Regions from separate parts of the Mus musculus genome. Here regions 2, 3 and 4 are each linked to region 1. A link is a contact called in public HiCAR-type and promoter capture Hi-C data. All regions are on one chromosome and are shown on one strand. Each heading gives the region's core, a stretch centred on a gene start, on an enhancer-like site or on the middle of the called end of the contact. The rest is flanking DNA. Distances are from core to core; before and after follow the strand shown.

Region 1 (7,970 bases), core at 3,927-6,426:
TCCGCCTGCCTCTGCCTCCTAAGTCCTGGGATTAAAGTCATGCGCCACCAAGCCCGGCTGCCTTTGCCTTTAAAAGAGAACTAAGGAGGCAGAGGCAAGCAGATCTCAGAGTGCAAGAATAGCCTGGTCTACATAGTGAGAGTTTCTAACAAAACCCCATAAATGTTAGCAACTTTAATATACGTGCCTACAAACTCAGATTCTCTCTCCTAAAGGAAATAGTCCCACATCTCCCTTCCCTTGGGTATGAGCAGGACCTAACCAGAGTGGATAGGGAAACAGCCACTTCACTCTCCCCACACCATACAGGTACGATACAGTGCCATGGATGCCATAGGAGATTGTGGTATAGACCTCTGCAGTCCTCCCACAGAACCACTAACCCAATCCAGCCATAAGACAAACCCAAATACGACCCTAAGTGTCAAGGTCATGAAGGACAGAGAACAGAAACTCACAGATGAGAGGACACTAAGGAGACAAGAAGACTTTGGAATGGATCCTGAAACAGAGAAAGTACATTGCAGAAGCACCTGAGGAAACCAAAATAAAGCCTATGTCAACAGAGTTTACCAATTTGTTATAAGTACACATTGACTGCATAGGATGAGGTAGGCAGACCTATTACGATTCTTTTAAAAATCTAGAACTATATCAGATACTAACTTTTCCAGGAAGTATCATCAGTAAGCTGGATAATTTGGGTGTTTTTCTCCCTGAGTAGCCCTGCCATTCCAAAGTTAGCGGAAAACTACTTAACCCATGTGTGGTAGCCCACTCCTTAACCCCAGCCCCAGGAGCCCAGGTAGCCTGTGCTGGACAGCAACACCCCTAAATGTAGGCTGTAACTCAAGGGCAGAACACTAGCCCAGCATGCACAGGGTCCTGGTTCTGGGTCTGGTTTGATTCCAAGCACCACAAAAAGAAAAACTGACAAAGGAAAAGGCATCTTACACTCAATTCTGAGTAAGAATTCCAACTCCTCAGATCCCACAATGTACAGGTGGACGTGCCAGCATTTTCTTTTTAAGATGGAGTCTCACGTAATCCAGGCTGGCCTGAACCCCGTAGCCCAAGATAACCCTGAGACCATTTTTCAAACACCAGAAGTACCTGGGGTTGTGGTTCAGTAAGAGTCAATTCGAAATGGGGTCCTGGTTTTAGTCTGCCACAGCAAATAACGGCCTAGTGACCAGAGAAACGCATTGCTTGTTGCCTTTTACACCTAAAATGCAGCACCCGCTAAAGAACAGCATTGCAAAGCCTTCCTGGGCTGCAGCTTTCTTCCCACTCAGTAATGCAGTAATGCAAGTAATGCAAGTAATGCAAGTATTCACCTGGCTAGCAGCTCGGCTTTCCCAAATAAAGTTGCACATTTTAAAAAAATAAAAATAAATAAAAAATAAAAACAAGTAGAGAATAGTAAATATTTCTAGCTAAGTAGAGAATAGTGAGTATTTCTAGCTAACAGCCAGTAGTTACCAGCTCCAAGTGGGGTGACAGCTGCTGACTCTAAATTTAACTCCTGAGGTTGGACGAAGGTTCTCCCGAGCTTGGGCAAAGGTTCCCCACTAACTGTGACAACTACAGGGGAAAGGGGACATTATTTCTTTCTCTCAAGACAGGGTCTTACTGTGTAGCTCTGGCTGGCCTGGAACTCACTATATAGACAAGGCTGGTGCCTGGAACTCAAGAGCTCTCCCTGTCTCTGCCTCGGAGTCCTGGAGTTAAAAAAAGTGCACCGCCACACCTAGCTTGATCTGCCTACTTGACAATTACCCCTCTCTAGGTCAGCAATGTAATATAAACTCTACAGCACACAACTCTACTTCAGCACTAGAACTTAAACTTGGTTTGGGTTACAAATTCAGTTTTCTATTAAACCTGTTACCTTGGACTAATTCATTAAAAAACCATATGCTAGCCGGGCAGTGGTGGTGCACGCCTTTAATCCCAGCACTTGGGAGGCAGAGATGGGAGGATTTCTGAGTTCAAGGCTAGCCTGGTCTACAGAGTGAGTTCCAGGACAACCAGGGCTACACAGAAAGACCTATCTCCAAGTGGGGAAAAAAAAGAAAAACCATATGCAAGTGTAAACCTTATTTAAAAAACCTAAAGCCCGAAAACAAAAACAAAAAAGCTGGGTTTGGTGGTACACACCTTTAATCCCAGCACTCGGGAGGCAGAGACAGGCGGATTTCTGAGTTCAAGGCCAGCCTGGTCTACAAAGTGAGTTCCAAGACAGTCAGGGCTATACAGAGAAACCCTGTCTCGAAAAACCGAAAACAAAACAAAACAAAAAACTTAAAGCTAACCTATGCCTTGTGCTTTCCATCGAGTTCAGAAATACAGGGAAGCCGGGCGTGGTGTCACACACCTTTAATCCCAGCACTTGGGAGGCAGAGGCAGGCGGATTTCTGAGTGCGAGGCCAGCCTGGTCTACAGAGTGAGTTCCAGGACAACCAGGGCTACACAGAGAAACCCTGTCTCAAAAAAACAAAACAAACAAACCAACAACAGAAATACAGGGAAGGGCTAGAGAGATGGCTCAGTGGTTAAGAGCACTGACTGCTCTTCTGAAGGTCCTGAGTTCAAATCCCAGCAACCACATGGTAGCTCACAACCATCCATGAGATCTGATGCCCTCTTCAGGGGTGTCTGAAGACAGCTACAGTGAACTTAGATATAATAATAAAATCTTTTTAAAAAAATACAGGAAAATCTAGTATATAAAAGATGACAATTTTGAAAAAAAAAAAAAGCCAACCTGCTTTCAAGCAGGGTCAAGAACAGACATTTCTAAAAATCTAATGCTCAGGCACTATACTGACAGCTGATAACTAAAAACCAGAATGTGAATTAAAAGAAAAGAAACTAGCCAGATGTGGTGGCGCACGCCTGTAATCCCAGCACTTGGGAGGCAGAGGCAGGCGGATTTCTGAGTTCAAGACCAGCCTGGTCTACAAAGTGAGTTCCAGGACAGCCAGGACTATACAGAGAAACCCTGTCTCGAGACAAAAAAAAAAAAAAAAAGAAAAAAGAAAAGAAAAGAAAAAGAAACTGCGCAGTGTAGTACCTGTTAGAACCTTAGCTCAAAAGACACCTCCACCAGCAGTAACCTCTGACCTGCTCGGAAGGGAGCAGCCAAGGCGGTCAGTCACTGCTTCAATTCACTGCTTTCTGACACTGAGCTAAGGAGTCAGTTTCTATCTATCCCTATCCTACTAAGCACCTGCCTGAGGCCAAGAGTCTTTTGAATGTGTGGGGATGAGATTAATAGCCATCCCCTTCAATTCGATCATTTCCCCTTGATATATCTGACCTCAGTAACACTACCTGGACTCAAACTTCCCAAGTTAGAAAGCAGGTCACTGCCTTATTTTAAAAGGTGATGAATTACTAACATTCGCCTACCCCTCCGTGCAGGTTAAGTAGAACCCGTTCCAAGGAAACAATGTTATATTCAGAAGCAAGGCAGTTAAATTCAGCATGCATCCCCACAGCGTTTGGTTCTTCGTTGCCACTTTGTTAAATGTCAGTGGTCTTTAACTTTTTGCAAGGATGTGCCCCTCAAGAACTAGTCCTGAAACTTCTGTTGTAGTCTTCGATGTGAAACATCTGCCATTTAACGTGCTTTCTAGCCAGGGGTTAAAGGCAATCCTCAGCATAGAAAGATAGGCTGACCACAGATCCTTGAAAATAGCTTTGCAACCCGTAGAAGTCAAACCAAGTAAGTACTAAAATAAATTACTCGGTTGGGCTTAGTGGAGGCACCTTAACTCTTGGCACCGAGAAGATTCTGAGATCCTCTTGAATTCCAGGCCAGGAAGGGCTCCACAGTAAGAATTTTTAAAAAAGGCAGTTGATCATCGATGGTTCGGCAGGAGACCTAATGGCTGTGCTTGCCAACAAACCCAATCGGTGACTGTGACCCACTGCACAATAACTGGACACTGGACACCATCCTCTCCCCAGCAATTTCAGATGTGACTTATTTTTGTGGCTCTGGTGACTGAACCCGGGGCTTCCTGTATTCCATGCCAAGTGCTCCACCTCTGCACTGAAGCCCGGGCCGGTCCTATCCAATTTCAAACTTTAACTTCAACTCTTGTAAGAATTTAAACACTTTGTTTCCTTGGACTTACGACCTTCTCAAACAAAGGTTTTTTTAATCTAAGTTTGTTCTGATTCACAACTAAAACATTCTAAGTTAAAAAGGGGTCTTGAAGAGTCAAGATCTAATGTCAGAGTTTGACTTCCTGTTGGCGGGAATTTCCCGTTACCTCGAGGTGCGTTTCGGACCTGCTGAGAGGCACACTCGATTACATTACACTCACTGTATTTTTCTCTATTTTTCCCAGAAGCTAACTTGGAGGCGCATCTATCTATCTATGTAAGTGCGAAGAAAGCTAAGTCTTCCTTTGTCATTCAAAACCCCACTCCTAATCTCTTCTCTGGAGTCCCCCACTGGCTCGCAGATGCCACCACGGGACTTCTTATACTGGGGTTTGCACCTCAGATTCAAGAGCTCAGTGGCCGATGGTGTCCCACAGCCACGTAGCCTGCACAGATGCCTGTCCTTTCCCTACAGAGGGCCTTGATTCCACCTCGTTCTCCTGTTGACTGGACCTACCTGATTGCACCCAGGTGACCGGGAAGGGCGGGAAAAAAGGGAACTCTCGGCATAGTGCAGGGGGAAACAGTGGGGGGATTGGAGAGATCACGTCTTGGCGTGGCTGTCTCTGCACCACTGAGCCCTTGAACCCGGGGTCGCGCGCCTCCGTTCTGCAACCCTGGGAGGCGCGATCACGCTCTCAGCTTGGGCTCCCCCAACCCCCATCCCCATATCCGAAGGCTTCCTTAGGGTCCAGGCCCAGCTATACCATCCGGAAGAGCCGGCGCGCGCCAGAGAATGCGCGTGGAGCACGCAGGGCCGGCCAGACGCGTGACGCCCGCCGTTGGTGCGGTGGACCACGCGCGGGCCCTAAAGCGCAGGCAGGAGGCCGCGCCGGCCGTTGGTGGGGGTGGGGACGCGCCGCGCGGTCTCCCGGGGCGCCCCGCTCGCGGCCGCAGCTCGGCTCATGCCCGGCCCGCATCCGATCAGCCCCACCCGCGGGCCCAAGTACCTGCGCGGCTGAGCGGGAGGACAGGGCTGCTACGTGGGAGGAGGTGGCGGCGTCCCTCGCGCGATGCCGCGGCACGCGTGCCCGCCGCCCGCTATATAGCCGCGCTCAGCCGAACCTGCTGCTCCCGGTCGCATGCAGGGACCAATGGCCGCCTCGCCACCGCGCCCCTTGGCTATGATTGGACAGCGTCTTTGTCTAGAGGCCGAGCTCCTGAGTGGCTGCCGCATCTGCCTATAACTGAAGGAGCTAGAGCCCAGATGGACACGAAACCTCGCCAATACTCAGATGGTCTATAAAAATGAGGGCGGGATGCACTGAGAGCGACACTCAGACAAGCCAATAGTTGCATGCACCCGTTCTCATTGGCTTACATTTCTTTTTCTGGGCGGAAACCCACTGTCCAGGCAGGAGCGGTTGATCCACAAGGTGGGGCCCGTGTACTTTGGGGAAGTAAACCCCATGCAACTAGGAGGTAGGCGCGGGCGGGGAGCAAGGAAGCCCCCAGCCAATCGCAACACCGAATGGAGCTGATTGACAGGGAGGGATGGCCCTCTCCAAAGGCAGCCCCAGGGCCGCCGTGCCCTCTGGAGCGGTTAAGAGGATGGACTAGCTGCGTCTTCCGTTCCCTTTCCTTTCTCTTCCTCTTAGGTTGAATCCTGTCCTCGAGGACCGGTCTCCCGCCTTCCCAGGCGACTCTGGTACCCGGGATCTAAGTAACAGTTTCCCGGGTTTTGTTTTTTTGGTTTGGTTTTTTTCTCTTCGCATCAAAACTTTTTTTGCATGCATTTCGGAAGAGCAGGAGCTGCTGACCCTTAGCATTACTCAGCACGAATGCAGTGGCGACCGAGGACAGCGAAACTGGCTTGGTCGGCACCCCAGAGCATACCGCGAGGCAGCCTCCCTGGCGTTTGGGAATGCTCTTGTTCCCGGGTGGCTTCCAAGCTGGCGTGCCCGGGTGGCTCCTGGACGTTTTCAGGTTTTCCAATCTTGTGATTGCAGAGACAACATCCCATCTTTGATCACCCTCTGGCTGGCGAAAGTTATAGGATGCGTCACCACCAGCCATTGTCACATGCTTTTCAAACTGAAATGGGAACTTTACCCAACTCCTAGGCAGACACGCCTAAGGTTCCCCCATAAAGGCTCCAGGGTCCAAATAGTAGTACCTCAGTCTGCTGCTGACCCCAACTCGGGGGGGTTTTGTGAGCCTTCTGGCCACCATGAGCATTTTATATTAAGAGCTGTGATCCAAATGCTAAACACAAACTAGACTAGTCTGTGTTCCCTGGAGGCAGGGAGAATTCCAGGCCATCCTGAGCTACACGAGTCCAAGGCCATTCTGAGTGACATGAAATCCTGAAAGCAAGCTAAACTCGCATTAATTTGTTTTGTTTCAGGGCTTTTCGAGGCAAGGTCTCCCCTTGTAGCCTATGCTGAGCTGGATTTACCATACCCTAGGCTGATCTCGAACTCGCCATCCTCCTGCCCTAACCTCTTAAATACCGAAAATACAGGTGTTAAAGTGTTACAGCGAGTTTCCAAAAGGAACACGTGCACAGTTCCCACGTGCAAAGGGAAAGGGCTCGCCCAGCCCAGGCTGGAAGGAAAAGGCAGCCAGGCAGAACCTGGAATCCGGAAGCCAGGAACCAAGAGACAGTGCAGTGCTCCAGCACTGGGTCAGAGCCTATCAACAGGCAGCTAGCATTGAGCCTCCAGTGGGAACCTCCTTCTAGGAACGCTTGGTAGGATTGCTAGCCCAACCAAGGAATGTGGGCTTTAATTTGGAGCTGTAGAGGCTTTGTTGGTTGGGTTTGTTTGTTTGTTTTTTCGAGACAGGGTTTCTCTGTATAGCCCTGGATGTCCTAGAACTCACTTTGTAGACCAGGCTGGCCTCAAACTCAGAAATCTGCCTGCCTCTGCCTCCCGAGTGCAGGGATTAAAGACGTGCACCACCACGCCCGGCTTGTTTGTTTGTTTTTAAAAACAGCCCTGGCTATCCTGGAACTTCTCTGTGCAAACCAGATGTCCTCTAACTCTGAGATCCCCTGCCTCTGCCTCCCGAATGCTGGAATTAAAGGGATGAGACCCCACACCCATCTGGAAGGCTTTTTTGTTTTGTTTTGTTTTTTTGTTTTTGTTAATAAACCAGGAGATTTGAGATTCGTATTGGGTTTTGCAGGGGAAAAAAATTGTAATACCTTATTCAGAGAGCTTTGGCAGATTTTCACAAGAATTCTTTTCAATACAATACCAGTGTTCCCCGCTGGCTTTGCTCGCTGGCTCTCTCTCTCTCTCTCTCTCTCTCTCTCTCTCTCTCTCTCTCCATATTGTTTGTTTAAGTAATAACATAATCACAGCCTGGAACTCATAAACACCCTCCCCATTCTGCCTCAGCTGGAATTAAAGCAGTGCACCGCCAAAACTAGCTTTTAAAACACTATTTTAAAGATTTTTTTTTATTATTTATTTATTATATGTAAGTACACTGTAGCTGTCCTCAGACACTCCAGTCAGATCTCGTTACGGATGGTTGTAAGCCACCATGTGGTTGCTGGGATTTGAACTCCTGACCTTCGGAAGAGCAGTCGGGTGCTCTTACCCACTGAGCCATCTCACCAGCCCTAAAGATATATTTATAAGGGGGGGAAAATCTGTAAAGATACATATCTTTTTTTGTTGTTTGAGAATCGTATACATGCATGTGAAGTGTTTCATTCAAGGCCACCCTATTCCTTCTCCCCCTAATTCCATGGGGTTCCCACTGGGTTCATATAGTACTGCCACTATGTGCATGGACGTAGGACAATCTACTGGAGCAATGGGGGCCTATCTGGTGCCCTCCAC
Region 2 (7,970 bases), core at 2,850-5,349, 2.1 Mb after region 1:
CTGGTGATTCTATTTGCTTGCTATGGAGCAGCAATAAAGATGGCAGTTAAAGCTTCTCTGTGGTAGGATTAGGGCCATTTGGGTACATGCCCAGAATACTCTAACTGGGTCACATGGAGACTACTTAGGGTTTGCTCTGTTTTGTTTTTTACTTCTACAGCCCACACTGATGTCCACAGCAGCCACAGTGCCAATTTACACTCCCATCAATAATGAGTAAAGCTGCTCTTTACCACAGTCCTTGCCCTTTTGTCTTCCTGACGGGTGGCCACTCTGTACTGGGTGAGACGGAAGATAAACCTAGTTCTAACTTGCTTTTCCCCTGTGGCTAAGGATGTTGGACACCTTTAAAAAAATATTCCGCAGCCATTTGTAGTTTTTGTAACTATTAAATTTCTTAGTCCAAGTTTTAAAATATTTCCATGTATAGTGATTTTAGTTCTTTGCACACTGTAAATATCAGTTCTTAGCAGGCAGAGATCCTAGCCCAATTGGTAGGCTGGTTTGTTTTGTTTCTCACTCATTTAGTGATTTTACTATCCAAAAGATTTTTTAATTTTATAATGTCTTTTTTGTCAATTTGAGAAAGGGGTGTTTTTGAAGATAGGATGTCACTATAGAACACTGGCTGACCTCAAATTAAGAGACCCACCTGCCTCTGCCTTCCAAGTGCTATTAAAGATCGGACCACCATACCTGGCCCTATTTGTCAACTTTGGAGACAGAGTCTTCTATAGTCTGGGCTTGTTTTGACTTACTATATAGCCAAGGATGACCCTGATACCTGACACTCCTACTCCATAAATGCTAGCCCGGCTCACTGGCCATGTGAGGATTTCCCTGTCTTGTGAGAGTGGGACCAGTGCCTACGGGACATCATCTCTCACCGTTCTCAACAGGACCTTTGGGTGGGACTAAGGGCCTCTCCAGATTTTGAATTTATAAGGTGTAGGGGAGGAAGTCAAAAAAAGAAAACCAAGAAACAAGTTCTTACAGATTCCTTTTTGGAAAAAGCATGCATTAATTCAGTGATCTATTATTTTTTAAAATTTGTGTGTGTGTACATGCTCACATACATATAGGTACATATATGTGAGCATACAAAGAGGTTAATAATAGCTACCTTATTAGTAGAGGTTTGAGGTTTAAATATGCTAAGACTTATAAAGAGGACACATAGGGCCTGGACACAGAGTGGCCACTCATTAAAAACCAGCCGATAGCATTGTAAGCTGGATGCGGCGGTACACACCTGTAATCCCAGCACTCAGGAGACTGAGACAGGAAGACAGCAAACTTGAGGTCAGCTGATTCTGTAAATATTTTTATAAGTTCCCCTGGATATTACATGTAAACCTACCTTTGCAGCAATAATCTATTTTCTTTTTCTTTTAAAGCTTTCTTCAGCTCTGCCGTTCTCGAAGGTCTGTGTAGGTACTTTCTTTTCCCTTTGCATTCATAAGTCCAATGTCCAAATTCCAAGCATTTCTGACATCTTACATGTTGCTTATTGGCTTCACTACAAAGAAAATAACAGAATACAAGCCTTAAGTTTTGTCTTGGGACACTTTCTGACCTGGAAGAGCATTAAAGTATCACGTGATGTTGACTCTAGCAAGCACACAAACGGTGTTCAAAGCGTGCAACCTGGGGCGCAACAGGAACTGAGTCTTGCTCTTCTAAGCCCAGTCCGGTATTTCATGCTTATAGTCTTTCACTTTGCAGGCCAATGTGGGAGGATGGCTCTGAGTTTAAAGTTAGCCTGAGCTACAGAGCAAGAGACCCTGTCTCAACAAAGCAAAATAATAAAAACAAAAATTTTGGGCTGGTGAGATGGCTCAGTGGGTTAGAGCACCTGACTGCTCTTCCGAAGGTCCAGAGTTCAAATCCCAGCAACCACATGGTGGCTCACAACCATCCGTAACGAGATCTGACTCCCTCTTCTGGAGTGTCTGAAGACAGCTACAATGTACTTACATATAATAAAGAAATAAATCTTTAAAAAAAATTTTTTTAAGTTTTTCCATTCCAATAATCATGTATTCGGACCAACATTTTTAGCTCAGAAGACAAAGGATAATGAAGGTCCTTATTTGTTGTAATGCTAGATATCAAACTCAGAGCCTCCTTCACAAATGCTCTACTACTGAGCCAGACCCCCTAACCCATTAAAACACTTTTAAGGCTGGGAAAAGGGTGGGTGGATAAGGTGTTTGCTGTAAGCCCAAAGATCTGACCCCCAACGACTTGTCCTCTGACCTCTACTCCTATTCACACATAAATGAAAAAGCTTGTTCATTTGGTTGGTTGATTCTGCTTTTGATTTTTTTCCCTGGAACTCCATCTATAGACCATACTGGCCTCAAACTCATAGATCTACCTCTGCCTCCCAAGTGCTGGCATGTGCCACTGTGCCTGGCTATCATTCTTTTTAACTTACTAATAAAAAATGGTGGTGGTGAGACAGCTCAGTGGGTTAAAGACACTTGCCACACAATACTAGGATTAAAAGTGTGAGCCACCATACCCAGCTTGGCCTAGCCTTGAACTCACAGACCCACTTGCTTCTGCCTCCTGAGTGCTTAGATCAAAAGCACAATCCACCAACGTCAGGCCCAACACTCGGGTTTTAAACTCATAAACCACAGCTTAGGTCAAAAGCAAAGTGCGAAGCAATGCAGGTATTAGATGTATAAACTGTTTCCTTTCAGGTTCGTATTATGACTTTTGATAGGTCTGAGAAATACAACATGACATGCATGTCACACAGCCATGCAGAGTGGGTATGACATTACTGGAGGGTTTTAAGATGAAGTCTTATTATGTTGCCCAGGCTGGACTCAAATTCATGTTCAAGTAACTGGTCTCCGCCCCTTACATCGCTTACACCACTGAATGGGTAGTTATTGAGTTGGTTGGTTTTTTTTCTTTTCGGAGACAGGGTCTCCCTACACAGCTGAGGCTGGCCTGCAGTTTGCTCTTTAGATCAGGCTGGCTTTGACTCAGTGCTACTCCACCTGATTTTGCTTCTCCAGTGCTTGGATTAAAGGCATCTGCCACCAGGACTGATAGTTACTGAGATTCAAACTGGGCATGGTGGCACAAGCTTTTAATCCCAGCATACTGAAGGCAGTCAGATATCTTGAGTTCGAGGTCAGCCTGGTCTACAGAGTGAGTTCCAGGACAGCCAGGGCTACACAGACAAATCCTGTCTCTAAATCTGCCCAACCCACCCCCAAATTCTAACAGACTCATAGCAAATATACCATTTCCTATCTTTCCCCAAATCCTCTGCTGACTCAGTCCTTTCTATGGCTTTTAGTCTGTTTTCAAATGTCACCCCTCACAGATGAATTTCTAGAACTGACTTGAACTGGGCCTTTTGCCTTTCCTCACCACAGCCTCTTATCCCCTTTAAAGCTTAACTTTGTTTTGTTTTTAGAGAGACAGGGTTTCTCTGTGTAGCCTTGGCTGTCCTGGAACTCACTCTGTAGACCAGGCTGGCCCCGAATTCTGAAATCTGCTTACCTCTGCCTCCTGAATGCTTGGATGTACCATCACCATCCGGCTCCTACAAAGCTATTTAAACCACTAGCTGTACTTGTTTAGAGTATCAACAGGTTCCACAATAAAACTGTTAAGCTGCGTAGCTTGAATACATTTTTCTTCAGAGAAACTGTCTGTGAGTGATTGTACTAAAATAATTATTTACAGTGAGAGCTGCAGAAAGTGAAACGGTCGATGGGGAATTAATAGGCATTGCAGACAGGCTTGTTTCTAGAAAGGGCGATAGGAAGGAGGCAGGTACGCTGAAGAGGGAAAAGTTTGGGATCTTGAGAGGGAAGATGTGGGATCAAGCATCCAGGCTACCCTTGACATGTGGACCGGACAGAGGAACACAGACCACCCAACGACCAATTCTTGGATTCATTTCGAACTCTCTTCAAATCCCGCTCAGTTCAGCAGCCTGCGCCCGCTCACTAGCTAGCGGACAGGCGTCTGCACGCCCCCAGCCCTCCTGCACACCCCACAAGCATCTCACTTACGCTTTCCTTCGAGCTATGAGCCGATGCATGGGAGTCGCCATCTTGGAGCGGCTGGAGTCTGCCGCACGGGTTTTTGGGAAACTAGCACCGGTGGGCGGGTCCTTAGAAACCTCTGCGGTCCTGGGCGGGGCCAGACGGGCTCAATTCAGAAGAGGCTAATGGTGGCCACTAGCTGGTTTGTCTTTTCTAATGTGGGCTTGTGTGTTCAGTATGAATAGGGTCTTGAAGGGTGATCTCAAACCAGGGGTCTGTAATACATATGCAGTGGAATTTTGTAGTATTCAAAAAATCCTAAAAAAAAAAAATCCTGTAATCCAGGATTTTGGAGGCTGAGGCAAGAGGATTGCTATGTTTTTGAGGCCAACCTGGGAAAACTTATGGCCCTAGCTCAAAACCAAACCAAACAAAACCAAAAAGGCCAGGAAGTAATGGCCCACATCTTTAATTCCAACACTTGATGGGATTCACGGCCAGCCTCATCTACACAGGGAGTTTCAGGAAAACCAAGGCTGCACACACAAACTGTCTCAAAAAACAAAACACCAAAAACCCCAAGAAATTACAGGTGTCGTCATGATGACTGGATCATTCTGATTTTGTTGTTGTTTGGTTGGTTTTTTGTTTTGTTTTGGTTTTTTTTTTTTTGTTTTTGATTTTTCTTTCAAAGATCTGCGTAGAGGATTTTTTGGTCTTTTTTTGAGACAGGGTTTCTCTGTGTTGCCCTGGCTGTCCCGGAACTCACTCTGTAGACCAGGCTGGCCTCGAACTTGTAAATCTGCCTGCCTCTGCCTCCCAAGTGCTGGGATTAAAGGCATGCGCCACCACTGCCCGGCTGTGTAGAGGAATTTTAATCCAGCAACATGGCTGCTCTGGAAAGGAATCAATCATAAGTGATGGGAGTACAGACATGAGTTCCAGGCCAGCATGGTACAGAGAAAGTTTCAGGTAAAGAAATTTAGTTCCAGGTGTGGTGGCACATTCCTTTAATCCCAGCACTCAGGAGACACAGGCATGCAGATCTCTGAATTCTACTCAGTTTGGTTGAGTCTTAAGAGAGGAGGAGGGGTAAGGGGAGTGGAGAGGGAGACAGGACCAGACAGAAACACCATGTGTTTGCTTGGGATTGAACTCAGGACCTCTGGAAGAGTAGTCAGTGCTCTTAACCTCTGAGCCATCTCTCCAGGCCCCTCTTTTTTTTTTTTTTTTTTTTTAATTGTTAAAGATAACATCTTTAATTTTTCAGGCTGGCCAGAAACTTAGCTCAGGCTAGTCTAATTCCCAAGTTATGACACAAGTTTCTAAAATCAGGATTCAGGATGTAGAGAAAGGAGGACAAGGAGGTTAAGGCCAACCTGGGCTATATAGCAAATATGAGGCCAGCCTGGTCTCCAGAGTGAGTTCCAGGACAGCCAAGGCGACACAGAGAAACCCTGTCTTGAAAAAATTTTTTTTTATATCTACAAAACCAAATCACTCTTCATTAGTCCTCCTCCAGCCCATACCTGACTTATTGCGTTCAGGCATTTGTTTTCCCAGATAAAATCTTTTTAAAACTTCTAATTGATTCTTTGTGGATTTCACGTCATGCATCCCAGGCCTGCTCATCTCCCCATCCCCTCTTATCTGCCCGTCTTCCAACCTTCCCCCCTTCAGATGAATTTCCTGAGTGAAAGTTTGGGGCCTTGAGATGTAGCTCTGTGGTAGAGTTTTTACCCAGTATGTGTGTATTAGGTTCTCTAGAGTCACAGAACTCATGGGTAAGAGAATTTGATGACTTACAGTCTGTACTTCAACTCCCCAACATTGGTCCAAGGATCTAGCAGTAGTTCAGCCCCACGAGGCAAGAAGGTGAAGAAGATAGAATCTTCCTTCTTCCAGTGTTCTTATATAGTCTCCAGCAGAAGGTGTAGCCCAAATTAAAGGTGTGTGCCATCATGCCTGGATCTGGGACTTGCTTTGTCCCAGATGACCTTGAACTCAGAGATCTCCCTGACTTAATCTTCTGGGATTCATAGCCACTATGCCTCAAGATCTCCATGCCAAGTCAGAAACATGTATCTCCCAGCCTCCAGATTAGGATCATAGGTGAGCTTTCCAGTTCTGGATTGTAGTTCATTCCAGATATAGTCAAGTTGACAACCATGAATAGCCATTAATGAAAAGCTCAGCTCAGGAACTTTGGGAAGGTCATGAAACTCTGGCCCTCCGGAAGGGAGAGGTTAATTAACATTTCTCAGACCACAGGGCAGGAACAAACCTGCCAGTGGGGACATATTCTGCAGGACTGACCATTGCTCACCTTCAGACAAGCGAAGTCCTTGTCACCTCATTCCCTAAAGACCAATCAGTTTAAAGGGTGCACTGTTCCACCAATCACATTGTGCCTAGTTGCTGATGCTCTATTCTGCCCCTGGAAAACATATAAAAACTCACCTGAAAGGGTACTGGTGGTCGCAACCTCTCCTTTGGGTCTGGGACGACCCTAGTTCACTGAAACAATAAATTCCTCTTGCTTTTTGTATCGATCCTGGCTCCACATGGTTCACTCAGGGGGTCCCCAGTAAGCTAAGGCTCCCAGGAGTATTGCACTACCATGTGAAAAGCCCTGGCTTCATCTCCCTAGCAACACACACACACACACACACACACACTACAGCATAAAACTTTCAAGGTTCCTACTAAATAATTGTGATGGTTTGAAAAGTAATGGCCCCCAAAGACCCATGTGTATGAATGCTGGCCCATAGGGAGTAGAACTATTAGGAGGTGTGCCCTTGCTGGAGCAGGTTGGCCTTGTTGGAGGAAATGTATCACTGTGGAGGCAGGCTTTGAGGTCTCTTTGTTTAAGGTAAGCCTAGTGTGGCAGTCAGCTGCTGCTGCTTGTGGATTAAGTTTCACCTCCTAGCTGGGGGGATCTGCAACCCTATAGGTAGAACAACAATATGAACTAACCAGGACCCCCCCAGAGCTCGTGTCTCTAGCTGCATATGTATCAGAAGATGGCCTAGTCAGCCATCAGTGGAAAGAGAGGTCCATTGGTTGTGCAAACTTTATATGCCTCAGTACGGGGGAACGCCAGGGCCAAGAAGTGGGAGTGAGTGGGTGGGGGAATGGGTGTGGGAGGGTGTGGGGGACTTTTGGGATAGCATTGGAAATGTAAATGAAATAAATACCTAATAAAAAAAAAAAGTTTCAGCTCCTTCCTCAACACCATTGCGTGCATGCCACCATGCTTCCCACAGTGACGACGATAAGGGATTAAACAAACTGTAAGCCAGCCCCAACAACATGTTTTCCTTTATAAGAGTTGCTGTGGTCATAGTGTCTCTTCATAGCAATACAAACACCAACTAATATTAACAATAATATTAAAACTTTTTTTTTAATAGACAGAGTCTAATTATGTACCCTTGGCTATACTGGAACTCACTGTGTAGGTCAGTTTGGCCTCAAAATCACACAGGTCTGCCTGCCTCTGCCCCTTGTGTGCTGGAATAGGTATGGACCCTGCTCTTATTAATTTCTAAAAAGGTTTTATTTATTTATTTATTGTGTATGTGTGTGAACACAAGTGTGCCTTGACACTTGTGTGGATATCAGAGTACAGTTTATTGTAGCCATTTCTCTCCTTCCACCCCATGAGTCCTAAACTCTGTTGTTCAACTTGGCTGTGGGCAGCTTTGCCCACTGGATCATCGCCCTTCCTTGTTAGCCAGTTTTAAAAGGATTTCTATTAGAGCAAGTACGAGAGTGCAAGAGACAGAATGAGGTAAAAATAAATAGGAAAGAGGAGGCCGATATTTTTGCTGTAATATTTGGGTTGTATCGTTTGAAAAGACTATGAACATTAACTAAAAGTCCTCCTAGACAGTTTAGCCTAGAGGTTAACCACACATGTATCCAAACACAATAATTATGTGTATT
Region 3 (7,970 bases), core at 2,622-5,121, 2.1 Mb after region 1:
CAGCTACACATTCAGTTTGAGGACAGACTGGGCTATATAAACCCTGTCTAAAAAATTTTTTTTAATTTAAAAATAAGATTAAAAGCTAATTCCAACATCTAAATAAAACTAAATTGAACCAGAACTAAATTGACTTGGCTCTCCTTCTCTCTGTGTGTCAGTATCACTAAAATTCTCAAGGTGTGGTCATGTCTATAGTCCTAGAACTCAAGAAAGAGGCTGAGACAGGAAGAGAGCTGAAAGTTTGAAGCCAAAATGACACAGAAGACTTGTATCAAACAAAACAAACAAAATAAAAACTGCCAGTGAAAATGAACATCAAGCTAAATGGATCAGGTGGTAAGGCAAGAGTTAATTAGAGGGATATTTTCAAGGCCAGCCTGGTCTACAGAGGAGTTCCAGGACAGCCAGGGCTACATAGAGAAACCCTGTCTCAAAAAACCAAAAAAGGGGGAAAAAAAAAAAAAAAAAAAGGATATTTATTATTGTTATCCCATGTACTAGATAGTGTCACTCCAAATGTAACAAGATGGCTAATAAGAGTAACAAAGTAACAAAGAAGTGTATCTACTCAGATTTGAACCTTTAACTACAATGTATTCACAGTAACAACTAGCAAACACTCTCCCAGAAATGAATTCATTGTTTCAATTTTTCAGAGGAACTAAAAAAAGTAAAAATATGAGGACTACAGAAAGCTGCAAAATCTTATTTATAACATGTAGCAAAGATTTTTATCTAGAATGTTTGTGGAATCTAGACATGCTTGTAATTTGGGAGGCCAAATTAAAAGCTGGGTATAGTAGTACAAACCTTTAATCTCAGCACTTGAAAGGTAGAGACAGGTGGATCTCTATGAGTTCAATGCCAACCTGGTCTACATACAGCAAGTTTCAATCCAGTTGTGGATACAAAATGAGATCCTGTCTCAAAAACAAACAAAACGGGCTGGTGAGATGGCTCAGTGGGTAAGAGCACCCGACTGTTCTTCCGAAGGTCCAGAGTTCAAATCCCAGCAACCACATGGTGGCTCACAGCCATCTGTAACAAGATCTGACGCCCTCTTCTGGAGTGTCTGAAGACAGCTACAGTGTACTTACATATAATAAATAAATAAATCTTAAAAAAAAAAAACATATCTTTAAAAAAAAAAAAAAACAAACAAACAAAACAAAAACCTTTGATTTTTATGAAAGGCACTACAAAAAAGGGGGAAGTTTCCATACATTTTGAACTCCATTTTAGGCCAATAAGTAGTCAAGAAGAAGAAATACCTGTTAAACACCTGTTTTCTTTGTTCTTTTCAGGTACACATAAAACCATGACTTCTACCTTACTACCTCAAAAATAAATAGATTAATAAATAAATAAATAAGTAGAGCCATAGCTTTTAGCAGTCTTCATCTTCCATAGCACTTTCTGAAGCTAATCCCCATTTCCCTCCTTTCAGATACTGATCACTTACTTGTTCATCTAACTTTAGGTTACCTGTAAACTCTTAGATCGGATAGATAAACTATTCCAACCTCAAAATGCTATCAAATTCAATCTAACTACATAAATACTGGAGAGGATAGAGAGTTAGAATAAACTCACTCTGAAGACACTACAGTAGATCTTTAAGAAAATCACAACATGCAAGTGGAATCATTGTTCCAAAAGGGATGCAGTAACCTGAAGACAGAAGAGACCACATGAATCTGAATGTAAAACTATGACATACAGAACATTAACTAAAATAAAAACATTCTCTTTATAGGAATTAATCACACAACTTCACCAAGCACTGTATGTCACCTTACACCCCCAAACTGTGCAGCTTGATCCAAATCACACACCTCTAAGCCCACCCCACCCCAACCAAACAGTAGAGATTTGGCTTTTGGCTATTCTCAAGACTCCCTACCTTGTCTCCACCTGAAGCAAAATTTTACTTAAAATGTGCCTACTGTTCCTACAGAGCCAACAAAAATCAGCCTGCAGATAGCCACAAACTGAATGACAACTGCTGGTATTCATTTAAAAAGAAAAGAAAACAGACTGCGTCTAGGTTTTCAGGAAGTTCATCATGAAAGGCAACTTTTTGAAAATAACTTTTTAAAAAACAACTTTTTGAGACTTTTTGTTTGGAGACTGAGGGCTGCGAAAGTTAGTGACAATAAGGAACATAAACCTGAAGAAGTTGAAGAAGCCAGCTTTGTTAAAAACCAAGTGGCCACTTGCCAACACTTCTTTACGCATATGTGACCAAAGACGACAGAGTCTAGGCTTCCTCTTGGTCCACATCAGCTTCTCATCAAATCTCGAATTAAAAAGAATCTCATAAACATTTCAATACTGATAAGTTAAAAGGACCATCCAAACAAAAGAGTTTATAAAGCTTCGGAGAATCAACATGGAAACAAAGCTTTAAGCTTTGAACCTCCCCCCACCACCACCTCGGCTCCACAAAAAGCACACATTTTAAATGTCACACAAACAGCCTATTCACGGGCACCTAGGGCTTAGATTCCGGCACTGGAAAGGAGGCTAGCTTCAGTTTAAAACCTCAGCGGGGAAGAAAAACCAGAATTCTGACTTGCAACTGACGAAACTCGGAGAACCCTGAATCGAACTCTTGGTTCGAACTTCACTCACAACCATTTTCAGATCAGGGCTCTCGACTCCCCATAAAGGTGTCATCTGTGAATGAAAAGCCTAATAAGGAGACCCCACAAACACCCTGGGCTCCTGTACCCCATGATCCGTTCTCAGAGAGTGGGAAGCAACAGCAAAGTGGAAGGAACAAAGCACTGACGTCAATTACGAGATTAACCCTGCGCACAGGCAGCTGGGGAGGCCTAAACATCAATACCCAAAGCCCGGCCATGGCGATCGCCAGGTACCAGGCCGGTTCCGAGCGGGAAGGAGGGTTTCTCCTATTCCAACCCAGGTTCCCATTTTTCCACTCAAACCCCATCGACCATCAAGGACGGAAATTAACACCCCCCCAGCCTCCCCCCCTTTTTTTTTTCTTTCGGTGGAGGGGAGGTGGGAGAGTGGGGGTGGGGGGAGGTGCGCAGGATCGCGAGAAGGAAGGCGAGAACTAGTTGAGAAATGATAGCCAGAATCTGGGCCTATTTTCTCTTTAACTAGGAATGACTTGAGTCAGACGAAGGAAAAATTTTTCAAAGGATAAATCCGCCGACCGAATCAAAGGGAGGAATGGAGGAAGGGACAACGGGGGGGGGGGGGGAGGAAAAAAAGAAGAAACGGCCAGATGATGGGCGTCTGGAATGTCGGATGGGAACGGCTTGGCCTTTAAAGAAAAAAAAAATGATTTTTCTTGTTTGAAATTGATTTCGGAGAGAAAGTGGGACGAGAAAACGTAGGGCGAAGCCGGATCCAGGGGCCCCCCGCCCCGCGGGTCTCCGCCAGCGTCAGCGGCCGGAGCCTCGCCTTCCCCGCGGCGCGGCCGCGCCTCAGACGTCAGTCAGTCAGTCAGGCAGGCAGTCAGGCGGCTTCTCACCTCCAGTCCCCGCTCCGCTAGGCCCGAACCATTTCCCGACCGCGGCTGCGGCGGCGGCGGCGCCCGGCCTGCACCTTCACCGGACGCGCATTCGGGCCCGCCCAGGAGGCGGCGACCGGCTGCCTGGGGCGAGGGGCAGCGGCCGATCCGGAGGCCACGGGGAGCCGAGGCGGCGCACCTCACACCGCGGACGCCAGGGTTCCGCCCCGCTCCATGACGGCCCGGCCGAGCCCCGGACGGGTGACTGAGGCGGGGGCGGGCTGACGGGGCCCTGGCACCAAGATCCCCGCCCCGTCCGCTGGGGGCGGCGGTGGCGGCGGCGGCGGCGACGACTCGACTCCCGCAGCCGGGACTGGGACTGACGCAGTGGCCGCGGCCCATGTGACCAGGGCCGGGCTGCTGCGAGCGTCACGTGACCAGGCCGCGCCCCTCCCGCAGGCAGCGCGGGGGCTGCGGCCCTGCTGCTGCTCTGGAGGCGGCGTCGGCGGGGCTGACGCGCGGGCTGACGTGCGGGGGCGCCTGGGCCCGGGGCTGGGGAGCGGGGATGCGAAGCGCGGGTCGCAGCAGGTTCCGCGGGGCCGCACCAGCGTCAGACCCGGGGACAGAACCCGGCCCGGGGCACACGCCCTCCTGCGCAGCCCGCTAGGGAGGCGCCGCGGGGCGGGGCGCAGCCCGGCCGACCGGTTTTGGGGTGCAGGTGAAGGCCCAGGCCCTGCCGCCCGTGTCCCGCAGCGCACCGCAGGAGTAGAGAGGGAAGGATGACGTGGAGGTCCGCAGCGACGTCGTCCACTGCTGCGTGTGACTTACTGTGGGAGGATAAGCCGGCCCTGCATCGTCTTAAAAAAATAAATAAATAAATAAATAAATAAGTAAATAAATAAATATCAGCCTCTGTGGGCTACTTAGTGGATTCAAGGCCAATCTGAGCTACTAAGAAAACCCTGTCAAAACAACACACGGCGACACACACACACACACACAAACACCATCGCTCTTAACATCCTGCTAGTCCAGACAAGCCATAATTTAATTGGAATCAGTAATTAGACAAAGTTTTAAGGTTTCCTAGAATCCAGTAATAGTAGCGCAAGAAAAGTGTCCTCTTCCTCTACATCTGAAAAACATACAATCCTGTCATTGGTGTCCCATGTCTCTTATCTGCTTTCTTTATTTGATGGTACCTCATGCAGATTCTCCACCTCTAACATCTTGAAACACTTCACTCGTTATTTGTAGTTTGTAATTTCACAGTTTGGAAATCCACTCAACTACACACGAGTTCTAAGCCATGTCTCAAAACCACTATCGAGGTATGGTCTGGCGCACACCTTTAATCCCACCACTCTGGAGGCAGAGGGAGGAAGATTTCTGTGAGGCTGATATACATATCCAACACTGGGCAGGTCAAGGATATATAGTGAGAGCCTGTCTCAAAAAGAAAAACACTAAATAAATCTTAAGTTTTACATAGGGTTTCCTCTGTGTAGCCCTGGTTGCCCTGGATCTCACTTTGTAAAACAGGCAGGCTTGGTGCTCAGAGATCTGCCTGCCTCTACCTCTGCTTCCTAAGTGCTGGGATTAAAGAAGTGTATCAGTGTGCCTGGCCATCTTTTCTACTTCCTTATGAAAAATACTGGTGGTGGTGAGATAGTTCAGTGGCTTAAAGGCACTTGCCCACAATCTTGGTGACCTAAATTCTATCCCTGTAGCACACATATATATCTTTCCTTAACAGGTACATTCACACATCACACTCACATATAGACAGCCACTTGAATGCTACAACAGGGGCCCAAACTGAGGATGGAGACACATGGATGTAATCTCAGCTACTCTGCAGCTTGGGGAAGGAGGATTGCAAATTCAGCAAATATTCCTAAACTGTATAGCAAGTTTGAAGCCAACTTAAGTAATTTAACAAAGTCCTGTTTCAAACTAAAAAAAAAGGGGGGGGGAGGCATGGGAAAGGGCTAGTTATTACTTTGGGGAGGCAGAGTTCTGTGTTCATCTGGCTGGCCTCCAATTTGGAGATCTGCCTGCCTCTGCCTCCCTAGTGCTGGGATTAAAGACGTGCACGACCACTGCCTTCCCATAGTTACTTTTCTTGTTGCTGTGATGAAGCAACTTGATGAGGGATGACTGGCTTGCTATTTGAGACAGTACAATCTTCTGTGTTGGCCAGGGACGATATGGTAGCTAGAGCCTAATGCAGTTGTTCACATCTGGGCAGATCAGGAGGGAGAGAGATAAAAGCTGGGACTCAGCTACTGTCTCATTTTCCTCGTTTTATTCACTCTGGTACCCAAGCCCATGAGATGGTGCCGGCTACATTCAGGATGGTTCTTGTTCCTCAGTTAATCATCTCTGGAAACACAAGGCAGAGACACACCCAAAATACCTCAAAAAATGCCCCAGGCATTTATTTCTTAATCTAATCAAGTTAACAATAAAAATTAACACAGCATGGTGTGATGGTACCCTCCTTTAGTCCCAACACTTGGGAGACAGCCTCAGGAGAGCCTAGAACTCACTACATAGCAGACTTGAATTTCTGGTTCTCCTGCCTTTGCATTCCTGTGCTGGGATTACAGATATGCACCCTTTTGCTTGACTTAACAGTTCTAACTTTGTTCAAAGATCTGAGACTTGGGTCAGTCTTCCTAGATGCTCCTGTAAAATGAAAAACAAGTTATGTTCTTCCATTAAACAATGGTGTGGAGAAAGCATTCACATTCCAGAAGTGGGGAACAGGAAAACAGCCAGAAAAGATCAGACCAAAGCAAAACCACATTGCAGCAGGGCTAATGTCCACTCTTGCAGCTCCATGTTCAGTATGCAGGGCTTGTAATGGCTCCTCTAAATTACCATAGGCTTGTGGAGTCTGGGAGGAGGCATAGTGGGAAAGCTGGGAGAAGAGTGCTTGCCTTTTATCAAAGTCATGTATTCCATCCCAACGTGGCAAAAACAAGTGTGACATTGCATGCCTATAATCTTAGCACTCAGATGTGGAAGCAAAGGGTCAGGAGTTTAAGGTCATCTTCAGGTGCAGAGTAAGTTCAAAGCCAATTTAGGACACTAGAGACACCTTAACCTCCTCCCCCAGAAAAGAGGTTTTCAAGATATCAGTTCAGTCAAGTTAGTGATTCATTAAAAACGGTTTTTGTTTGTTTGAAATAGTCGCGTATAGTCATGTGTAGTTTTTTTTTTTTTTTTTTAAAGATTTATTTATTTATTATATGTAAGTACACTGTAGCTGTCTTCAGACACTCCAGAAGAGGGCGTCAGATCTTGTTACAGATGGTTGTGAGCCACCATGTGGTTGCTGGGATTTGAACTCTGGACCTTCAGAAGAGCAGTCGGGTGCTCTTACCCACTGAGCCATCTCACCAGCCCTCATGTGTAGTCTTGAGTCCAGGTATTACCACACCTAACCTTTCGGTCTCTACCTCCTGACTGCTGAGATTGAATTCGCACCCCACTATGCCCAGCTTTAAGCGATTTGTCAATGGCATGTATAATGGCAACAGTTTCTAGAGATACATTTGTTTAAAATGTTTCTAAGGAACTTTGTTTCATTTAGTTAATCTGATCCTAGATTGGTTCCTGAGATGCCCCAGATATGGGTAGAGGCTGATGAGCTAAAACTATAGACTTGAGCTGCAGAAATGACTCAGCCAACCATTAATATCACTAGGTGCTCTTTTTAGAGGGTTCAGGTTTGGTTTCAAACACCCACATGGCCCCTCACTACTGTCACTCTAATTCCAGGGGATCTGACACCCTTTTCTAGCCTTGTTGGGGCACCAGTATGCATGTGGTGCACAGATACACATACATGCAGAACATTCATACACACATTCACAAATCTAAAAATACCGGCAATCTAGCCAGGCAGTGGTAGCACTTGCCTTTAATCCCAGCACTTAGGAGGCAGAGGCAGACAGATTTCTGATTTCGAGGCCAGCCTGGTCTACAGAGTAAGTTCCAGGACAGCCAGAGCTATACAGAGAAACCCTGTCTGGAAACCCTCCCCCCCCCCAAAAAAAAATGAAAAAAAAAAAGAAAAAAAAAACAGCAATCTAAGCAATTGCTTAGTCATGGATCTAAGCAATCTTTGTCATACTAGGTCACAGTTCAGATGTGTTTTAACCATCAAAAAAGTTTACCGTCTTGATTGTGAGATTTTCGGAAAGTTACAAGGTTACAACTTGGAAAGTAAGTTAAAGATTACATGAGGTTAGGCCTTAAGTATGATTGCTGTTGTCTTTTTTTTTTTTTTTTTTTTTTTTGGTTTTTTGAGATAGGGTTTCTCTGTATAGCCCCAGCTGTCCTGGAACTCACTCTGTAGACCAGGCTGGCCTCAATCTCAGAAATCTGCCTGCCTCTGCCTCCCAAGTGCTGGGATTAAAGGCATGCGCCACCACAACTGCCCAGCGATTGCTGTTGTCTTAACAGTCTTATT
Region 4 (7,970 bases), core at 3,856-6,355, 2.0 Mb before region 1:
ACCACAAATCATTAAAGCTCATCTTCCAAACAAGGAAGCAAATGAGGAAAATGGTCAGGTTGGAGAAAGAAGATTAATAAGCCTTGTAAGACTAAGATAACCATAGCTGCAGTCACCAGGTGACCCTTGTTATCACGCGTCTCCAACTATTCCCTTTATACTTTGGCAGTGGTTCTCAACCAGCTGGTTAAATGTTCCTTTCACAGGACGTGCATATCAGATACCCTGTATATCCAAATATTTAGAGTTTATAACAGTGGCAAAATTACAGTTATGAAGTAGCAACAAAAATAGATTAATGGTGGTGGTGGGGGTCACCACAACATGCAGAACTGTATTAAAGCGTCCAAACATTAGGCACTGCTCTATGGGATGTTCTGAGCAAAGTACCCTATGACCCACAACTAGTCTTTGTTCTATATAAACACAGTCACTTGCTCACTAGTGGTTCACGAACACCTTCATAACAGGGTCTAGAGAAACACCACAGTCACCCCGAAGCTGATCCCATGTCAAAGAGAGCACAGCAGCCTGACCTGACTTCATAACAACAGCCTTGAGTGTCCACTCAGCACCAGCCAGTTTAGACCCATCACAGGCATATGACCACAAAGGCCTTCTGGAATCAGCCATGAAATAGAACCCACCTGCAGGTAACAGATGTTGAGCGGTTAGAGACAACAGAGACAAGTCCAAGGTGACAGCGGGAGAGTGAGGACTCAGATCCCTCATATGGGTTCAGGTGTATTCCTCATATGAAACCTTAAGTTAGCGTTAGTGGTCTCTGCTACCTGCAACCTAGACTTTAACGTGACCATTCCCTTTCCCAAAGCAGTGACGATGGAGGTCAGCAACTGCCACTGCTCAACTCAAAGACTGACTTTACATCATCAGTTAAACCTGGAACCTATCCCACGGAAGGGGAAGCAGCCAGTGTTGCCGCTGCTGCTCAGGTGAGTCAGACCGTCCCCCATGCACAGAAATTTACAAACTAGTTTAGAAGCTGGGGGCAGAAACAGCTAAGCACATACACACAAGATGGCAGGAGCAGTGCTGGAGGGAGGTGCGGCTGTGCTGTGAATTCAAGAAAACGGGGATTCATGAATGTTAGGGGTGTGACCCACTTTTAAATTTGGCACTTCCAATAACATGCCTGTTATTGTCAGTGTAGCAGCTGACTTGTTAGGATCATGAATAAGCAGAAAAGTAGATGATTTTACCCCAGAAAACCATCCTGAATACTATTATTTTAAAAGTCAGGAAGAGAAGAGCCTTTGCCGCCATCCCTAGCAGACTGCTTGGCTGCTGTTCCTGCCAACTTTGAGTGAAGAAATATTTCCATTCGGCTCCAATTCTCAACAGAAGCAAATAAGGAAGCAATATGGCTGCCTTCCGTTCCCATGGCACAGCATTTAGTTGGCTGTGGAAACTGCCGTTTGCAGAAATCATTCTGGTTAAAGTCAAGGGGGAGGACACTGGCGCGCAGATGGCAATGTTTTTCACTCCAATTACAGCAGGATACTAATGTCTTATTCCCAGCATTAACTGCTCCTTGTTGCATTTACAGTGCCTCGGCTCTGCTCTGCCTTTAGTCACACTTGCAAACTGGAGGTTCCCATACAAACTGCCACACAGTTGACAAAGTGGCATTCCAAGGTGGCAAGGAAGAAAGCAAATGGAGAACAGCTTGCGTGTCCCCACCATCCACTGCAAAGAGCAAACACAAGTTGTGCGGCTTGCCGCTAGTGTTGCCATGGGGATCTGTGATATTGCAAAGTTAGTTCTAGGTCCAAAGAGATGGTCCAAGGGGTAAAGGCACTGCTGAACAAGCCTGGAGACCCGAGTTCCATCGTGGGATCCACATAAAGGTAAAAGGGGAGTATTCAAAAAATGGGGATTCATGAATGTTAGAAGTGTGACCCCCTTTTAAATTTGGCAATTCCAATACCACGCCTGTCCTCTGATCTCCACACACGCACCATGGCACACATGCTGCCTGTTCCCATACACACACACTAAATGCACTTATTTAAAGTTACTATTATTCAAACAGAGGTCATCATTTTGAAGGCCATTTACTTAGAAGTTTCTAGTTTATATTTCCAGTCATTTCCCGAAGCCTATCACGCTACCCCCAGACATATGGACGATTTCAGCTCAAATGTCAACATATTTTCTGGCACAACAAAAAACATTTTCTGTATCCATCAATGGTAGTTTGAACAGGTTTGGCTCCCACAGATTCATGTGTTTGAGTAGTTGGCCTATAGGGAATGGATCTATTGGGAGGTGTGGCCTTGTTGGAGGAAGTGTGTCACTGGAGGGGTGGGCTTTGAGGTCTCCTATGCTCAAGCCCCACCCAGTGTGGAATTCCAGTCTCCTGTTTAGCTGTAGAACTCTTAGCTCCTCCAGCACCATGTCTGCCTGTATGCTGCCACGCTTCCCGCCATAATGGACTGAATTTCTGAAACTAAGCCAGAGCCAATTAAATGTTGTCCTTTATGCTTTGGTTATGGTGCCTCTTCCCAGAAATAAACTCCTAAGAAACCATCCTTTTTAGAGCTTTGTCTAAATGCCAGTATCTGACTTGTATCCTTTTTTGGCACAGCAGTGACTGGAAGCGGGTGGCAGGATGTCTGAGAAACGGGCTTAGATTCAGGACCTTCCCACCTCATTTTCTTTCCTCTGTAGTCTGAAATTAAGGAAGTTGCCACTGTATCTTTAACTCAGTAGATAAAGCCCATCACGGTAACCCCATACACAGCTTAGAGGGAATCCACTGAAGCCTTCCAGTTTTGTAACGCCAAAATTATAGGATTATATAATTTAGTGGTCAGAAGAATGGGCTCTGGAGTTACACGTACCTGGTCCTTGTTCTGAGTGAAGCCCAGTCTGGAAAAGCCTTTGTTTTCACATCTACTGAATGGGGTTAGTAACGGTAACAATCCTGGAATGTCTGGAAGCATGCATGGATGTAGGTACATTACAAATACATGCTATTGTCATTATTACACTTTTTAAGATACTTTCCAGTTAGGTCCTACTGTATCTGCCTAGATCACAGTCCTTTTACCCCATCTGGGTACCACACTTATTTAAATCCAATCTAACCGCTTGTGATATATCCAAATACTGTCTTTCAAAGAAAAACAAAATCTATTAGGAGACTTCTCACTATTTAGGAGATAAGCTTAAAACTTCAGATAGCAGTTGTAACACTCTGGGAGTTCAATATGTAGGAACAGTGCACACGTGCACAAACTGCCTGAAATAGTTTGTAATTTGGTATGGTCTTAAGTTGCACCTTTATCACTTGCTCTGATGTGCTCGAGGCCGCTTAGTTTCCATATCTGGATGCTGATTCCATTATCATCCCCTTCTTTGCCTAGAATCATACAATGTTTCCAGTCCCCACACAAAGCTTCAGTTACGTGTGTCTTACTCTCTACTGTCTCTAAACTGTCTTCAACCTCACATTCTGGTTCTAGTTGTTCCTTTTGCTTATCATTTCCTTTCCCCAGTAACAGCTTCCCATGAGAAATTAGAGAAACTGTGTTTCTGAGAAAGGTCTCATGTAGTCCAGGCTGGCCTCGAATTTGCACTCCAAGGTAAACTTGAGCTCCCCTCCTGCCTGTACCTCCATCTGCTAAATGCTGGGATCACAGACCTGTGCCAGTACTTCACCTGGAAAATAATCTTTATAGAAATGTCAGTTATCATTTAGTGACTTACCATTTTAAAGCTACTTCTTTTTTTGAGAGTAGTTTTGATTTCTTAAATGGAATGTACTGGCAGTAGTAATCTATTTAAACAAAACTCTTCAAAATTCTTGGTAAGTTTAAGTGCAATGGACTCTAAGACCAAAATTTTTCAGAATTGTCACTATAATACTAATGGCAACATGTAAAAGACAAGACAGTTACTAGTGGCCCAAGATACATTCCTATACATTTTTCCTTTACAAAAGAAAACCAGAAGAAATCTTTTTTCTGGTTTATTTGTTGGACCAGACGTTTTTGTTTGTGACAGGATGTGGTTACTTAGCTCTGGCTGGCCTAGAGTTCACAATGTAGCCAAGGCTAGCCTTGAACTTGCAAATCTTCAAAGGAACAGGCATTTAGTAAGGTCGTAGAGAATATCAGCATACGGAAATGTAAAGAATTACTATTGAAAGTAAAGTCAAACATTTGAAGGGTTTTAGGAAGTGGCAGTTACATCTGAACACTGATGTAAGGGATTGAACAGAGGAGGGGAATCTGTTCCTTTTTTTTTTTTTTTTTTTTTTTTTTTTTTTTTGTGCTCAGGATCAAACCCAGGGTCTTGCACATGACAGGCAAACGCACTCCCACTTAGCTATACACCAACACAACACAACAGCGAGACACTCGAAAGCAAGTCTTTAGGGTTTCAGGTGCCCCCCCCACCCCATATTTTAACACAATTTTGCTTAATGTCTTCTTGGATAAACTGCCCAGGGACAAATGAAGCGATGCACTGCACATCTAAAATTACAAATCAAAAGCATATCACTCTCCTGCTTAGAAACTATCAATTACTTCCCATCGAGTTCCAAATTTTAAGTCAAACGCCTGGTCACCGACCTCACAAAGACCCAGTGCCCAAGTTCTCCGCCCCCCCCCCCCCCCCCCGTCTCCCTTTACTATTTATTCAAAACCTCTACTCCTCCTCCCTACAGGCAGGCTTCCCCCTTCTCACTTCCTCACTCAGTTCCGTTCCATCACCGCATTTAAACTTGGACGAAAGCACTTAACTACCCCCTCAGATTCCGTTGTTTTGATGGTGGTGGTCTCCCTTCCTCACCACCTTTGCAGTGAGCTGAGAGCAGGGCCCGCCCTGAATTCCCAGTTTGTGTCCCGGATCGTCGCTGGCCCTCGAGTATTCTGGAAATACCTCATGGCGGAACCCCGACACCCACACCCAGCCTTCACGGAGGGCGGACATCCTGGCATCCCCCGTGTCCAGCTTCAAGCATCCTTTACCTCTCAGGAAGCCACCGGAGCAGCGGATTCACTCACCTCTCTGCAGTCAGCGCCTTCCGCCCTAGAGGATGCTTGACCCGGAAGTACTCCTCGACGGCGACCCCGCCTCCGCGCTGAGGTCAGGAGTACTTCCGCGACGGTCGGGTCGGATCGGCGAGCGAGCGGCGGTGGCCGCGGTGAGGGGCGGTGTCGGGGTTGTGGGGCTTCCGGGTGAGGGCGGCGAAGGCTGGGGGGTCTCGGGGTCACGGGTTGAGGGGCTGCAACGCTTCCAGCCATGTTTGGTGGGCTTGCCGGCCGAAGGGCTGGAGAGCTTGTTTACCTGAGGCCTGGGGGTGGGACCTGCGTGCGGACGTGCGGAGACGAGAGACCCGCCACGTTAGCTGGGGAGTCGCCGCAGCCTGCAGCTGGGGCTCCCTGTCGCACGGACCGGCGGCAGCGCTGACCCCAGGCTCGGCTTCCAGCTAGTCAGCCACGCCAGCCACGCCGCCTCCGGGTAAAGGCGATGGTCACGCGTGTGCTCTGGGCATATTTGTGTCTCGACTGTGAGGCGCCTTGTTTGACTTCTCCAGTCACCTGGATTGTTCTCCTCCAATCAGGAAAAACCATACCCGGAAAACATTAAATAGTACAATTCCGTATGTCTGGTATGTGTTTAATCTTACTTATAGGAACGGTGGAGAGGGACATCACCACTCACGAATCTTGTCTCCTGACTCAGCCTAAACTCTTGGCACGTCCTCGATGCTTATTAAAATCTCTATTGTGCAAGTGAAATAATAGGGACAGCTGGAGTTTACTAATCGGAATGTTCTAGTTTCATAAAATTTAAATGAACGTATGCAATATGTGCGTTCTATTTGCTTACATAGAGCAAATCGAGAGACTATATATTATATGTTGTAACTCGGAGAAAGAAGAAAAAGGTAGCTCTAAAACAGTGTCTATACAGCTGCAAGAACACCTTCTGAACTTTGGGCAAGCATGTCGGTGTCTTTTTGTTAGATCAGCCTTTGGACTGACAGGGGCAGAAATTGCCTTACATATCTTCTCTGTCTCCAGAACTGGGTCCATATGCAAAAGGTTCTTGCCATGAATAAGTTAAACGAGTTATTTTTCTATTTTTCTGAGTTAGTTTGCATGGCAATTGGTACTTGTGTATGGAATTTTTTTTTTCTATGAGTTTTTGGGACAGTTTAATATATGCATATCGTGTACCCATAGAGTCTAGGCAACACCTTTTTTTTTTTTTTTTTTCACGTGGAAGAGGTTTTATTGGGAGGGAGAGACAAGATGGCAGCAGAAAAAGAAGAGGAGAGGAGGGAGAACACTAGGCAGCATATTCTTGGTCTACCTTTCTAGCCTGTCACCCTTGCTTCTTCCCTAATAGAGACATGACTCTAGGGGATTATATCATGGCTCCCTGACCTTTCTTCTGTGCTGTCTCCATACCCTTTGTTTGTTTACCTTCCTGTTGCTGTGATAAGATACCCAGACAGAAACAAGGAAGGCGATCTTATTCTGAGTCACAGTTCGCTTGTCCAGTGGCAGGAAGGTCACGTAGGAAACTGGTCACTTTGCACCCACAGTCTAGAAGCCGAGAGCAGGGAATGCTTGCCATCAGCTGGCTTCTCCTTTTGACACCTTCCAGGATCCCAGCCTTTGTCATTGTGCCACCCACAGTAGATGGGTCTTCCCGAGTCTGTTAACCTCAGCAGGACAGTCTCCACAGATGTGCCCAGAGGACTCTCTGGTGGTTCTAGGCATATCAGTTTGGCAACTGAGATTGACTGTCATAAGCCTGAACTTTTCTTTATCTCATTGGCATTTTCATTCGTTAAAATCTTAAGCATATTTAAGGTAGACATTACAAACACAGATGCATGCATGGTCTAATTGGATTACTATAAAAGAATACTATAAATTTGGAGATACTAGAGTATGAGAGAATGCTGTTCAAATGCGAAAGGATTCAGCAGCCATTTGGCACCAGATAGGTCTTACCTACTTAAGTGTCCCTGTTGCATTATCTTTTACAAGGGGACCTAGAAATGTCATTTTGTTTCTATGGAAGATGAGACTTTAAATGTTAGCAACTAATTAAAAAAAAGGTTTAAACAGTGTGGACTAATTAAAAACCCCTGTAAGTTGTAGTTAGCTAACAGACTTCCAGTTTGTGATCACTGCTCTAGGTACACTTTATGAATCATTCTCTGATGCTTAGACTGTCTTCTCTATTCTTTAAGTTTTGGTGTGTGTGTGTGTGTGTGTGTTTTGAGACAGTGCCTCACTATGTAGCTATCTCTGTCCTAAGACCTACTTTGTAGACCAGGCTGGCCTTGAAATCTCAGAGGTCTGCCTTTGCCTCCGTCCTAAGTGCTGGGATTGAAGGCAAAACGCCACTAAGTATTTTTTGTATGTTCTTCAATTATTGTGCTATAACCCATCTGCCTTTTTTGTTAATTTTTTTAGTGCATTAGAAGCATTGGATTTATCTTGCTCTTAGTGCATGCCTGAATAAAATGTTTGTCAGCATACCTGGTGTGTATGTTGTATGTGTGTGTATGTTCATTGGTGGTAATTGGTTATTCTGGAAACTAGCATTTCTCTTAGTGGGAGTACCAGTGACACGTTGGCTTTAATTGCCGAAGAGCTGTATTCTTGGAAGGGATTGCATTGGATAACATTGCTATTCCACAGCTGACCTGAGGGACCAGTGGATGTATTTAGGTGGTAGAGCTCTTGCTTATCATGAATGAGGTCCTGGATTTGATCTACACACGGCAGAGTAAATGAAATAAAAAGTGGAATTCAATTAGGCTTTGGTTACATTTGACCTAACTATCAAAACAGTATTAGGAATATTTGTAAAGAATATTAAAAAATTGAAAGCTGATCTGACATAGTTTAGACAATGTCTGGAACAATTAAAGTCAGAATGGATGTTTAATGATAGAGTTTTTTGAAGGATAG

What was found. HiCAR-type assays count read pairs that join an accessible place to other places. Capture Hi-C pulls out chosen DNA fragments and counts their contacts.
Region 2: a contact with region 1 is called in a promoter capture Hi-C map of adipose tissue, with 4 times the contacts expected there. The contact joins the promoter of Zcchc10 here to the promoter of G3bp1 in region 1.
Region 3: a contact with region 1 is called in a promoter capture Hi-C map of adipose tissue, with 3 times the contacts expected there. The contact joins the promoter of Aff4 here to the promoter of G3bp1 in region 1. A contact is called at or near these places in 1 of 39 promoter capture datasets (pre-B cells), 3 of 115 datasets of contacts at active chromatin or transcription factors (large pre-B cells, neural progenitor cells and regulatory T cell precursor) and 2 of 9 other capture datasets (adipose tissue and liver).
Region 4: a contact with region 1 is called in a HiCAR-type map of astrocytes, with 8 times the contacts expected there. The contact joins the promoter of Fam114a2 here to the promoter of G3bp1 in region 1. A contact is called at or near these places in 1 of 484 Hi-C or Micro-C datasets (B cells), 16 of 115 datasets of contacts at active chromatin or transcription factors (astrocytes, cardiomyocytes, craniofacial prominence and 11 more) and 2 of 9 other capture datasets (adipose tissue and liver).

Annotation. Positions count from the first base shown.
Region 1 is chr11:55,466,958-55,474,927 of GRCm38.p6, reverse strand. G3bp1 (GTPase activating protein (SH3 domain) binding protein 1) reads right to left here and starts at 5,176. Exons shown (of 12, transcript NM_013716.2): 1 at 5,127-5,176.
Region 2 is chr11:53,320,818-53,328,787 of GRCm38.p6, reverse strand. It overlaps Zcchc10 (zinc finger, CCHC domain containing 10), which reads right to left and starts at 4,099. Exons shown (of 4, transcript NM_026479.4): 1 at 4,047-4,099; 2 at 1,361-1,519. The coding sequence starts at 4,087.
Region 3 is chr11:53,346,668-53,354,637 of GRCm38.p6, reverse strand. Aff4 (AF4/FMR2 family, member 4) reads right to left here and starts at 3,871. Exons shown (of 21, transcript NM_033565.2): 1 at 3,509-3,871.
Region 4 is chr11:57,515,779-57,523,748 of GRCm38.p6, reverse strand. It overlaps Fam114a2 (family with sequence similarity 114, member A2), which reads left to right and starts at 5,105. Exons shown (of 14, transcript NM_026342.3): 1 at 5,105-5,176. It overlaps Mfap3 (microfibrillar-associated protein 3), which reads right to left and starts at 5,084. Exons shown (of 3, transcript NM_180599.1): 1 at 5,037-5,084.